2 separate regions of the Mus musculus genome follow, and region 1 is linked to region 2. The links are chromatin contacts, called in public promoter capture Hi-C maps. All regions are on one chromosome and are shown on one strand. Each heading gives the region's core, a stretch centred on a gene start, on an enhancer-like site or on the middle of the called end of the contact. The rest is flanking DNA. Distances are from core to core; before and after follow the strand shown.

Region 1 (2,942 bases), core at 229-2,728, 2.4 Mb before region 2:
TTACCAAAAGTCAGCAACTCCTAAACAAAGCCTGACTCATTCTAACCTTACATAACTGTCCTGATTTCTGTGCCACAACACTAAAACTACAGAATCAGATTTTGTCATCTTCCTAATTAAAACATTCACAGGTCAGGCAGTGGTGTCGCACGCCTTTAATCCCAGCACTTGGGAGGCAGAGGCAGGCAGATTTCTGAGTTTGAGGCCAGTCTGTCTACAGAGTGAGTTTCAGGATAGCCAGGGACACCCAGAGAAACCCTGTCTTGAAAAACCAAAATAAATAAATAAATAAATGAATTAAAAAATAAATAAAAATAAATCACGGGCTTACACACACATCGTTTACTAGGCCTGCAAGGGCTTATATGGTTTGGTTCTCATTTTCCATGTATGTCCCCAACCATTATATCGAACCTTTCTCTTCTATGAAGACTCTCCCTCCCATCTCTGAGTTTTTGCTCTAATTTGCCTCTAACTCTCTCCAAGGACACCTCTTCTACAACTCTCTCCAAGGACACTTTTTTCTCCGGCAGTTAAGATTCATTGGTTCGGGGGGTGGGGACAAACTTTGTAGTTCGATTAACAGTAAAGACAAGATTCTTGGATTCTGTCTCCATCACTGTAAAACTCAAAGACAGTATCCTTCCAACACGTGGCTACTTTCTATTTCTTTATCCTTTGTTACCTTCACGGTACTTACTATCTGACTACATTGTTAACATATTGATTTGCTGGTCGACTAAGAGGCATCTCCTTTCCTCCTTTGTTTTGCACTCTGCTGTTATATTTGATAGAGAAAGCTGACTTTTTTTTTTTAACATTAAGTGTCTGAGTCTATTAGAGGACTTAACTCCCACCCTCCCCTAGTTTGGAAGCCAAAGATCAATGAAATTTCCCGGGCCACAGAGACGTAAGCACATCTGCAGCAAAAGAAGCTGAAAGGAAGAACCATGTTTAGTAAAAGATAGTTCTTTTTTTCACAAAGCTTCATGAAAATCAGACCTTGGTGCCCTTTACCCAGATCCCAGCCTCGGCAAACAATCCACAAATCAGAGAGCCCTCACTCAGCTCCCAGCGACCTTAGAATAGCAGGAGGAGGACGTCACCGAATGGATAAGCAAGAAAGGTGTACTCCTTACCGCAGTCAGAACTCTGAAGTCATCGCGGCTCATGTACCTAAGCTTGGCTACATTCACCTTCCCCATGCTTGCCCAGTTCCACCACGGACGCTCTCTGGGAAGACGCAAAGTTGCTGGGTAATCTCGCAGGCTTTCGGCGGCGACCTGCCCGCGCACGCGCCCTGTATTTAAGGTGCTTATCGCTAGGTAAGAACACGTGCTCAAGAAGCAGTAGAAAAATGCTATTTTTTTCTCGTTTTTGTAGCTAAAAATCAGGCAGAAGTGATTTTTCAGCCCCTAAATAAATAATTTACGTTTGACTGATTTGGCAAGTTGCAAATGTTTTACATAGTATGCCACGTTACTTTTCAGAGCTGCTAGGACCTGATTGGAATTAAGGCCGGACTTCCGCATGCAACAGTGCTTACGTCACGAGAGGGGCGTGTTTTATTCGTTCCGAGCCACGCCCACTTTTAGTGCAGCAACTGTGCACTGTAAAGTCAGGGAGGGAAATGAGTAAGCGAGACCGGAGGCCAGCAAAACCACTGAAAGGGTGGCCACAGAGCCGCACGCGCTGTCTCTCGGCAGCCCCACCCCTGTCCGGCGGAGGAGGGCCGGGTTAGGAGCTGCCCCGCTGGCCTGGGACGCTGATCCCAGGACGGGTTAGGAGGAGCTTCTGTACGTACTATCCAGTGCTCGCTTCCAAAGAAAGCGCGCACCTCAATGTTTCTTGGGTCCAGGAGCATTTGGGAGGCTTAACAAGACAATGTACCCAAGACAAAGACTTTTATTACCGTACCTTCATCCCGACAGCAGCAGCATAGTAACAAGTGTGACTCATGTGATATTCAGTACCTGTGTTTCTCATTTCACGAATTATCTATATTTCAGTCCTTTAAGCTGCAGATCTTCTCTGGTCAGCTCTTAGGTTAAGCTTGGGCGCTATAAGTGTCCAGTGTTATGATCTGCTTTATACTTGAGAGATTGCCAACGACTGGTGTGTAACTTTTTTTTTTTTTTTTTTGAGGTATGTGCAAACTTTAAGGACTCAGATTAAGATACCTTCGTGTTCCTTCCATACTCCACTCCTTCCAGTTTCCAAGAAACAATGTATTCATTTCCTCCTTTTGGAGAGTGGTGCTGAGTATCTTCCTGGAGTAAGCTCTTTCATAAAGCATAGGGGCAGACAGCAGGCTGTAGTGTCCGTATCGGTCCAGCTAAAGTAGTTGGTAATCTAAAATCATCAAATCGAAACAAAAGATCAATCCTTTTTCATCTCTATGTTCCTGTCTTTGGGGTCTTGTATGCTTGAATACAGGATTCTAGGCATATCTAATTAGGACTTAACTAATTAAGACCGTTGTACACAATGGAATTTTTCTTTCTACATTAACATTAGAACATGTGAAAACAAAAAGTTTGAAGCTTTGATTATCTGTCTTTCTGTCTCCTTTCAGCATTGCTCCACAGAGCCACCACTAATTGAGTGGGTTTGGATCCAAGTTCTGGAATATTGGGGTAATCACAGTCCAGATTTCTCATCTTTTCAATATTGTGGGTTTTTTGTTTGTTTGTTTGTTTTTTTAGTAATCAAGTCATTTATGAGTAAAGGATTTAAATTCAATCTTCCTTTCTCACCATACTTAGTGTGACTTAAGCCAGTGGTTCCCAACCATCCTAGTACAGCGGTCCTTTAATACAGTTTATTTTGTGGTGATTGCCAACAATAGAATTGTTTTTTATTGCTACTTCATAACTGTAATTTGCTACTGTTACAATTCTTAATGTAATGCAAATACTTTTTTGGAGACGGGGTTCCCAAAG
Region 2 (3,294 bases), core at 351-2,850:
CAAGTATGCTCTTTCCCACCTACGATGCCCTTAAGTTCAGTTATATATATTTGTGTATCACTTTATCTTGAAGCTGCAGACATCCTGCTCTATGGCAGGCACTCCCTTCACCTCTACATTATTTGTCGGCTCTATACTTCATGTGGATACACTATATATATTTCAAAGGAGGAGAGAAGTGCTGGGCTTACTTTCTGGAGCTAGAAGCTGTGGCTGTGAAAGGGAACTCGAATTCTAAAATCCAAGAGCTAGATCACCACCACCTTTTCTGGTTTGGTCCCCTACATTCTTGGAAGTGTTGTGGGGAGTGGAGGGGATGGGGGGTGGGGGATGTAGGCCTGCCTCTCTGCCCCTTGCCTTTGTCCATTGGACCTGTTGTCTTCCTGGTGCTCTTTTCAAAGGGTGGGGTACGGCCTTTCCTGTGGCGAAGTCTAAGCACTAACATCAATATAAATCCTGTCCAAACACCATTGGACAATTGGCTTCCATTTCCAGGAATTCCCAATCCTGTGTCCTGCAGGTGACTGTGCTGACTCTGTCATATGATTTTGGGAACCTTCCCTATGTTCTCCTTGCCTGACTGGGTTCCGTTCAACCTGAGTGCTGCTGTGACTTTTCCCGTGGCCATGGGGGCCACTACGCCAAGGTCACAGGAGAAGCAGTTGTAGAACAAATGAGCCAAGAGCGCCTTGGGGATCCTGGGGTGTGTGGAGTGAAGATGGAGAGGTGGGGTGGAGAAGTCAGAAAGGACTCAGGAGAAGGGGATCTCAAAGAGGGAGGAGGCGGAGCTCCTGGGGTGGTTGACCCTAAGGGCTGCGAGAGAGGAGGAAGTGGGCTGAGGACACTAATCCTTCATTTACAGAAGGGAGCGAGGACCCTGGTGGAGAAGGGGAGGTCGCCGCGGCTGTGGAGACCCCGGGCTGAGAGGAGGGGCTGGGGACCGGTAGGGGTGGGGTTGGTGGGAGGATACCGCGCGGTAGGGACCCTCAGCTAAGGTGCTGATGATCGGGAGTGGGGAGGACACGGCGGCGTGGTGGCGACCCCGGGCTGAGGGGAGGAGCTGGGTACGGGGGAGGGATTGGAGAACAAGCGTGGTGAAGACACATCTTTGAGGGGAGGGGCTAGGGACCCAGGTGGGGACAAGGCAGGCACCGCCGACTGAGGACCCCCGGCTGACGCGCAGCGGAGGAGGGGAGGGGGCGGGACCGCGGCGGGGCGGGGCGGCGCGGAGCCGCGGCTGACGCGGAGGGCCGGGCCGGGGGCGCAGGGAAGGGGCGGCAGCGAGCTCGCCAGGCGGCCAGGAACCCGGGTGGGGCCGGGACCGAGGCGGTGGCTGGCCAGCGGAGCTCAGGCCGGGCGCGGCGCGCCGGGTGAAGGCGGCAAGGCGGCAAGGCCCCGGCCGAGGCCGGCGGAGCCGCGCAGCTGCGGCCGGCTGACGTGAGCGGCGTGCGGGTCCCGGCCGGCAGCGCGCTGGCGGCCATGGCGGTGGCGCTGGCGGGCCGCGGGGCGCGCGGCGGCAGGGGCCGGCCCCCGGGCGGGCGGGCGGAGGGGGCGGGGCCGGGGCGCCGGGCGGCCCGCGCGACAGCGGCGGCAGCGGCGGCGGCGGCGGCCGCTGGGACTAGGCGAAGGCGGCGACGACGACGGAGGCGCGGGGCGCTTGGGCTGATGGCAGCGGCCGGGCCCGGGGCGGCGCTGTCCCCGGGGCGGTGCGACAGCGACCCGGCCTCCCCCGGAGCGCAGTCCCCAAAGGTGAGCGGAGCGCGCTGCCCAAGGGGCAGCGGCCCAGGCCGGGCTCGGGAGAGAAGAGGAGACCGGGCGGCGGGTCCTGGAGCAACAAGTGCGGCGGACAGTGGGCGCGGACGTCGGGGAGACCTGCGCGGCGGGGTGGGAAGTTGTCCGGGAATAGCTGGGACCGGGGGACTCGGGAAGAGTGCTTGAGACGAAGCGCCCCCAGCCTGGGAAAGTCGGAAAAGTTGGCGGCCTTGGGGATCTCAGTCGGGGAGACGCTGAGCGGGACGTGCGCTCGGGGTCCCGAGTTGGCAGAACGTGGTTTCACACCCACAGACCCGGCCAGCCGAGGTGGCCCCCGCCACGTGCCGGTCCTCCCTGGTGGGGTCTCTGACTGCTCGCAGGGGGCTGCTGGCTCCCTGTCCTGACCGAGGATGGTGCGGAGGGGAGGGCCTTACCTGGAACGTAGCCCTTAGGATTCCTACAGTTGTGAGCTGGTAAACTCTGTGTCAACTTCCGTTATTGTTTCTTTTCGAGAGGATCATTGTTTTTAAGTAAAAGTATTGACATACAGAAATCCTTAAAATGTCCACAAATTAATAAAATAGTGCTTAAAATTAACGGTGTCAAGCCAGTATGGACCATGAATACAGTGAAAAACATACTAAGAAATTTAATTATCTTTCAACTTCTTGATTGTTAGCTTTAAAAGGGAATATTAAGTCTACTTGATTTCATTCTTGAAGAGTGAAAAGGGGAATGATTTCTATGTTCTTTTTTAATTTGGAAAGTAATTTTAGTAAATTCCTAGGTGCTGGAGACATAATGAAATATAAAGTCACTGCTAATCACAACGTTAACATATATCAGACAGCTATGTGCTACCTGGCTCTTATGTGATCACTTCACTGCATCCTTGCATCAGCCACCTAGGCTTTAGGACTGGGGAGAAGCTTGCAGCACACAGCTGGTGGAGGGCAGTGCTCAGTAAGATTCTCTGGCAGCCCGCAGTGCCATGCTGACTTGGCATGCTAGCCTGTGCTGCCTTTTCATTCCCTTCCGTGGGCCTTTATTGAAATTTATAGTAAGAGTAGTAGTGTTAGGAGCTATAGTACCTTGATTTAAAAAAAAAATAGGAGTTTAAGCCTATTAATTAACGTAATGAATTGTTTTTAAAACATTTGATTACTTATTTCCTTAATGGAATGGCTCAACAACCTATATCTCCTATGAGTTTATCACAAAGTGTTGAATTTCTGCCGCAGAAGAAAAGGAATGTAGTTAGACGTGGTAACCTGTATCCAGTCCTTCTTCATCTCCAAAGTAGCTAATTAAAATGCGCCTCCGGGGGGCCAGTTGTAAGCTGAAGGGTACTATGAAACTTACTAGTATTTATTTCCCAGCTCAAATAGGAAGGCTTGCTTTGATTTTTAAAGTGGTGTGGCTACTAAAAAGCAGATGTTTGAACACAATCTAGTTGGTAAGAAAGTGAAAGCAGAGTACATTTAAAATACAGTTGAAAATTTAATTTCATTTCGATTAAAGGTCAGATTTTAGTTTTATTCA

Evidence for each region. Promoter capture Hi-C pulls out the DNA fragments that hold promoters and counts their contacts.
Region 1: a promoter capture Hi-C map of pre-B cells shows a contact between it and region 2. The contact joins the promoter of Riok2 here to the promoter of Phf10 in region 2. A contact is called at or near these places in 2 of 39 promoter capture datasets (liver and pre-B cells).

Annotation. Positions count from the first base shown.
Region 1 is chr17:17,372,868-17,375,809 of GRCm38.p6, reverse strand. Riok2 (RIO kinase 2) reads right to left here and starts at 1,478. Exons shown (of 10, transcript NM_025934.2): 1 at 1,140-1,478. The coding sequence starts at 1,205. It overlaps Gm36768 (predicted gene, 36768), which reads left to right and starts at 1,594. Exons shown (of 4, transcript NR_168690.1): 1 at 1,594-1,796; 2 at 2,576-2,636.
Region 2 is chr17:14,959,566-14,962,859 of GRCm38.p6, reverse strand. It overlaps Phf10 (PHD finger protein 10), which reads left to right and starts at 1,600. Exons shown (of 12, transcript NM_024250.4): 1 at 1,600-1,749. The coding sequence starts at 1,666.